Regions from separate parts of the Zea mays genome. Here region 1 is linked to region 2. The links are chromatin contacts, called in public Hi-C maps. All regions are on one chromosome and are shown on one strand. Each heading gives the region's core, a stretch centred on a gene start, on an enhancer-like site or on the middle of the called end of the contact. The rest is flanking DNA. Distances are from core to core; before and after follow the strand shown.

The links. A called contact is a pair of places that touch in the nucleus more often than the background predicts.
Region 1: a Hi-C map of leaf mesophyll shows a contact between it and region 2, with 2.0 times the contacts expected there. The contact joins the promoter of LOC103641046 here to the enhancer-like site in region 2. A contact is called at or near these places in 2 of 25 Hi-C or Micro-C datasets (leaf and leaf mesophyll).

Annotation. Positions count from the first base shown.
Region 1 is chr10:42,804,549-42,807,283 of Zm-B73-REFERENCE-NAM-5.0, forward strand. LOC103641046 reads left to right here and starts at 1,466. Exons shown (of 4, transcript NM_001346711.1): 1 at 1,466-2,299; 2 at 2,378-2,735. The coding sequence starts at 1,556.
Region 2 is chr10:42,428,567-42,431,301 of Zm-B73-REFERENCE-NAM-5.0, forward strand. No RefSeq gene overlaps it. Among protein-coding and RNA genes, the nearest start is that of LOC103641044, 320 kb to the left of the region's middle. Within about 2 kb of position 1,400, at least 6 of the 20 cell types and tissues checked have an H3K27ac peak or open chromatin away from gene starts, as enhancers often do. A contact at or near this core is called in leaf and leaf mesophyll, where this site is marked.

The sequences.
Region 1 (2,735 bases), core at 216-2,715, 380 kb after region 2:
TGTAACTCGATGGTTTGTGCCAGAAGCACGAGAAAGGGAGTCGGGCGATTTTCTGCAGTTTCGGGCCACTTTGAGTGGCGTAATACCGTACTTCCTGGGTGGCTTTGTATGTGTGGTATGTTTACAAGTGATGTTTCCCGTACGAAGAGGTGCTAATTGAGATGAAAATGATGGGGTTCTCCCTAGGCCTTATATACAAGTTCGTGGGGCATTCCCTATGCACACGCTGATCACACTCTTCCAGCTTATCTCCTAGCTAATAGCGAACAGACTTTGGTTATCTTGAGGAAAACCCGATGGCTCCGTTCCGAGCTATCTCCGGCGTTTAAGGGCGTCGGGCGCGAGAAAACGAACGGCTTCCTCAGGATCATGCCTAATCCCGCGAACGATCCGGACGTGAGCCCATCGCCTTCTTGGGTCGGCCCATTTCAACTATAGTATTTGCCCGGCCCACGATGCGATGACCTTGCAGGACGACTGGCTCGTTGCCCCAAACAGGGTTTTCGCCTTCTAGTAGACCCGAGGGTTATCTGTCCCCCACAAGCGCCGCCGTCGATCGCCCTCCTCGGGGCGCCATCGCCGCTGGTCCCATAGGATTGTTGCCGCTCGCACACCCAAGGAAACCGCCACCGCCACTCGCTCGCTCGCGGGAATCGCCGCCCCTACTAAAACCTAATCTCTGGTGGCCTAGGGGTGTTTTTATAGCCGTCCGAACCTAGTGTGGCTGAACCGGATGGCACCGTTGAGCCAGGGTTTTCTCTAATTATTGGAAGCCCAGGGCTTCAAATATACAAACTATATATATACACACACCGCGCATGCCACATGCATGATGCCGAGCGACCATTTTTTGGGAGGTCGACACTATGACCACGACACCGATCTCCTGCCACGTAGATGCCAGCTCGACATACCGGAGCAAGATTTCGGCGCCATTTATATTGGCGTCGAGACGTGTAATCTCGGCGTCAATAATAATGGTGATGATGTAAGGGTCAATTTCCTAAATTCAATCTAGAAAGAGCGTATTTGTGAAAATCTTTCGCAAAAAGGGTCAAAATGCAAAAAGATGGGCTGCCCGCCAGCCTGACCGTACGCGGACAAATGTAAGCTTGGTCTCTGGGGATCCGGAACTCGAAAGTAACAGCCCACAGCCCACGACCGGCCCAGTCTCATCACAAACGCACGCGCACGTCGCCGTCGTCGTCGCCCCGCTGTAACCCTACCCTAGCCGCCCCCGAAGCTTCCCGTCCTTCTCCTTGCGGCGGCCGCTGGCGGCGCGGCAAGTCGGCGGCCACCCGCCCCTATCTTCTACTTGAGCCTCCCAACCTCATTGCCGCTGCACACCTCATCCCCCTCCGCACCGTAGATCTTCTTCTCGGCGCTCAGGAGGACCACTCAATCCACCTTCACTTCACCGGGCGGGATCTGGTCGCAATCGGATCCACACCGCCGCCGCGGCCGCCTCCTCGGGTGGAGTCCCGGGCTCGACGAGACGGAGGCCAGGGTAGACGACGGAGGCGACGAGGACGACGAGGCTGAGGAGGGGAAGCCCATGCCGGCCGCCGGGGCCCGCCGCTCCACTCGCGTCTTCATGCCCAAGGCGGCTAAGCCGCCGCAATCCCAGGAGCACGTCGATCCCGCCACCCGGGTCCTCCGCTCCGGCAAGCGCCTCGCCGCCGACCGGATCCGCTGGGACGCCAAGGAGGCGGCAGCCTTCCACGTCGACATCAATCACGGCCACGACCAGCAGCACCAAAAGGAAGATTACCCCAAACCGGGATTGCCAGCTCTGACAAAGTCCTTCGGGCTCGTGTACAGAAGGAAACGCCGTCGCCGCCGGAGGCACCCCGCCGATGAGGTCGTCGCCGAGGACGAGGACGGCAGCAGGAGGTTTGGGATAGTATACACCAGGAGGAAGGGCAAGCGATCGAAGGTCAGCCCTCTCCTGGTCCCGCAAGAGCCAGAGGTCCCCTGTGACATCGCCGCCGCCATACCATGCTCCTCCTCCCGGGAGTTTGCGTCAAGAACTGGTTTCTTGGATGCCCATTTCTCGGCCCTGGTAGATGATGCCGTCACTTACTCTGGGGCTCAGATGCTCGTCATCCTTGTCGATACGTCTTGTTCTGGGAGCTCTCACCGGCTCACTGGCCTTCTTGTACCCATGCTGCGGTGGATGCGCCGCAGTTGGCAGCGGGGGAAGTTCCGGAACCTTGCGACATTCATCTTCTCTTCGGGTATAGCTGCTGCGTTTGCATCCCACGGGGTGCACTTTGTCAAGCTCCAGTGCCAGAGCGCTGTAAGCTTTCAACAGCCTTCATCTGATCTATTTTAGTTTCTGGTACAATCGGTGTAACATTTATGCTTCTTGCTGCAGTCTGCATTGTTACACAGGCCTCTTGCGCATTGTGGGTGGTGTGTGCTTCATGGTTCCAAGAAATCTGAACCGCTGCTCTCAGTCGATTTCTCAGCACTTCCTTCATACTTTTCGAGCTTGCATTATGCTGTAGCTCTTGATTCGATGTATCTGTCAGCTATGATTCAGCACAGCAGGCTGCTGGTTGAGGGATCTGAAGAAATCTATCCTCGCTCTCCTTTATATTTGGAATCTGGGGCTCAGAGCAGTGGTTTTGCCGCTACGGCCGCGGGTAACAATGAACCTTGCAGAGTTGTTCCGAACTACATGCCCCTCGAACAAGTTGCTGGACTAGTGGCACATGGTCTGAGGTTGAAGA
Region 2 (2,735 bases), core at 150-2,649:
GTAGCGTCTTCGCCTTCGCCCCAACATTTGCCCTCCGAGGGACCAGTTCGACTGAGTCATCTAGTGCCGAAGACGTCGCTAGATGGTGGAGACGCTGCCCTCGCTCGAAATGGTTCCGCGGGGGTTTTTGATGTGACCGTTGACGCACGCGGTACTGTTGGACTACGGGTTTCCCGAAGCGTCGCGTCCCGTGTATAAAAAGGAGGGCGGGGCGGTGCGGTTCAGGTGCACTTTCTGCACGCCGCAAAACCCTAGCCTCCTTTTGAAACCGCTCGTCCGCTCGCCTGCCCTCCTTGCTCCTGCTCGTCGGAGATCTGGCCCACGTTGTAACACCCCAGGTGTTTATATTCCGCTCGACAACGAGTACGGATTTAAGCACGTAATATCAGTGGGTAAAACGGATGCGAAATTTTAATAATCTTCGCCTATCGCGATTTTAATATCGCATCTGTGCCGTCTGTCGTGAGTGCGACATCATTTTTATTTTCATCTATTCGGGCTCGTCCTAAATTTTCGTGCTGTTCGGAACATATTTGTTCTGAAAATCGGGCGTGAGGTTAATAATTCAGATATGGTTTTGGCTAATTTTAGTCGAATCCCATAGAACAAATTCTCGAAGACGAAATCCGTCTTATTCGGGCCGTCGTTTCTCGCGCCGATCCAAAACTTTGGATATAAATAACAGCGCAAACTCATCTGATTCTAAAGCATTCGCTAAATCAAAACCATGTCATCCTTACTGTCTATATCGTATGCATTGCTAAAAAATTAGAACCGAGCTGAGTATTCATAACTAATCTGTTTCCCTGTTCAGACTGCGGATAAAATTATCTGATCTAAATTAAATCAAGCGTAGTCTGTACTTGTTGATGGATATTTTTTGTTTTGCCCGGTTTACATCTCGCGCCGATTTAATCAGAGAATTAAATTATCTTTGTGTTCTCGTATAAAGAAAAATAAAAAAATTCAGCCGTAGCCTCATCCATTACGCGTCATCGTTCCTATCTTCTTCCTTCCCAGATTTTTCCGCCGCCGTTCCCTGTTGAATTCTCTGCCGTCGTCCTTAGCAACGGCAGATTTTTCCTGGTTCGCCGGTGCTTATCCCCTAAGCGCGATCTCTATTTCTTCCACGGAAGTGCGCTTGCTGCCTCTCTCTTCCCAGCAGCGAGTCTCCTCACCGGCGCCAAGTCCCTTCTCCAGCTCGACGATGAAGAAGAACAGGAAGGATATCGGAAGAGCAGCAAGAAGCGAAGTAGTGGAAGTCTGAATGAGATTAATTTCTTCTCTCTTCACTCTGTCTTCAGTATTCAGTTTATATTGCTAATGTCTTACAAGCCAATTTGGCCCAATACGACCACCACCACACAACTAGTTCACCCATTTAGCTCCTGAAACTCGTGGATTCGGCCTTCTAATTCTGCGGCCCATTCTTTGAACGCCAGCCTTCTCTTCTTTCCCGGCATTCTCCTTCTGCTCTTGCTGCGTCAGTCTTCTCACACTCGCGTGCTCCCTGTGCTGGATTTTCCTCTGCTCTCTCCCATTGTGCCCAGCCAGAGCCGCCCCCAATCGCCGTGCGCCCTGCTCCTCGCGTCCCCCTGCTCCCTCCCTCCCTCCCTCATCTTCCTCACGCTCGGATGTCACCAGAGCTTCCCCCAAGGCCGGAATCCCTGGCTGCGGCTGCTGCTCTGAAGTTCTCCCTGCGCGTCTCGAGCTTCTCCGCGATGGCTGCCATGGAGTCCACCGTACCACGCCCGGCCGGAAACTTCCTCCAGCGCATGGAGCTCCTCCAGCCGCGTCCCCTCAGCTCGTTTACCCAGCTCGCCCAACCTCCCTGCTCTCTCTCCCTGTTCCCCCTGCTCGCCCCTGCGCAGGTGAGTCACCCCGGTCCGGCTAGGACACCGGACGTCGTGCGCAAGTCGATTTCCTTCTCGAGCTCGGCGGCAGGTCATGGTGATGCCTTGCTCCTCCTAGCTCCTTCTCCCTTGCCGCGCGCACCTTTTCTGCGCCGCGCCCTAGCCCCTCTGCCGAGCTCGTCCATAGCCGGCTTCGAGCTCGGCCAATGCGTGGACACCAGACGAACTCCCTGGAACTCGCGCCATAACCCTGTTCATCAGCGGCGCGCGGATTCCTCTCCTCCCTAGCCCCTGTTCGGATTTCACCTGGCCGCTGCTGCTCCATCGGATCGACCAGTCTGTGCGCCGAGCTCAGCGTCCTTTGTTTTCCCCATGGCGCGTCCTGCTCTGTTGCTGCCTGCCGGAGTTTGCCGATGGCCTGTGTCGTTCCTGCGCGCCGTGGTCGTGTGCAATTCGCGCACAGCTCGCGGAGCTTCTCCTCGCCCCGCTCCTAGATCGTCGTCCCTATTCCCCCACAGCCGCGACGCCGAGCTCGCCCCAGCCGTAGCTCCTCATCGTGTGCCTCCACACCGGTGCTCGACTAGCTCGACGATGATCAGACCGTCGCCCTGCTATGTCGTGTTCCATTTCCGAAACACAGCTCTTCGTTATGGCCGTTAGACCGCCGTTGATCTAGTCGTCGCAGCTCCTCTGTCACGGTTGATCTTGGTTTCTTCCGTGCCGCCGACCGTCGACCTCGTCGTTGCCTCACAGCGCTTGGACAACGACATCGTTACTGGGCAACATGTTTGCCCGTCGCCACGTTATCTTCAACATCACGACTCTACTAGACTTCGTGCGCTCGTCGACACTTAGTTGTCGATCTCCGCCACGTCAGCCTTG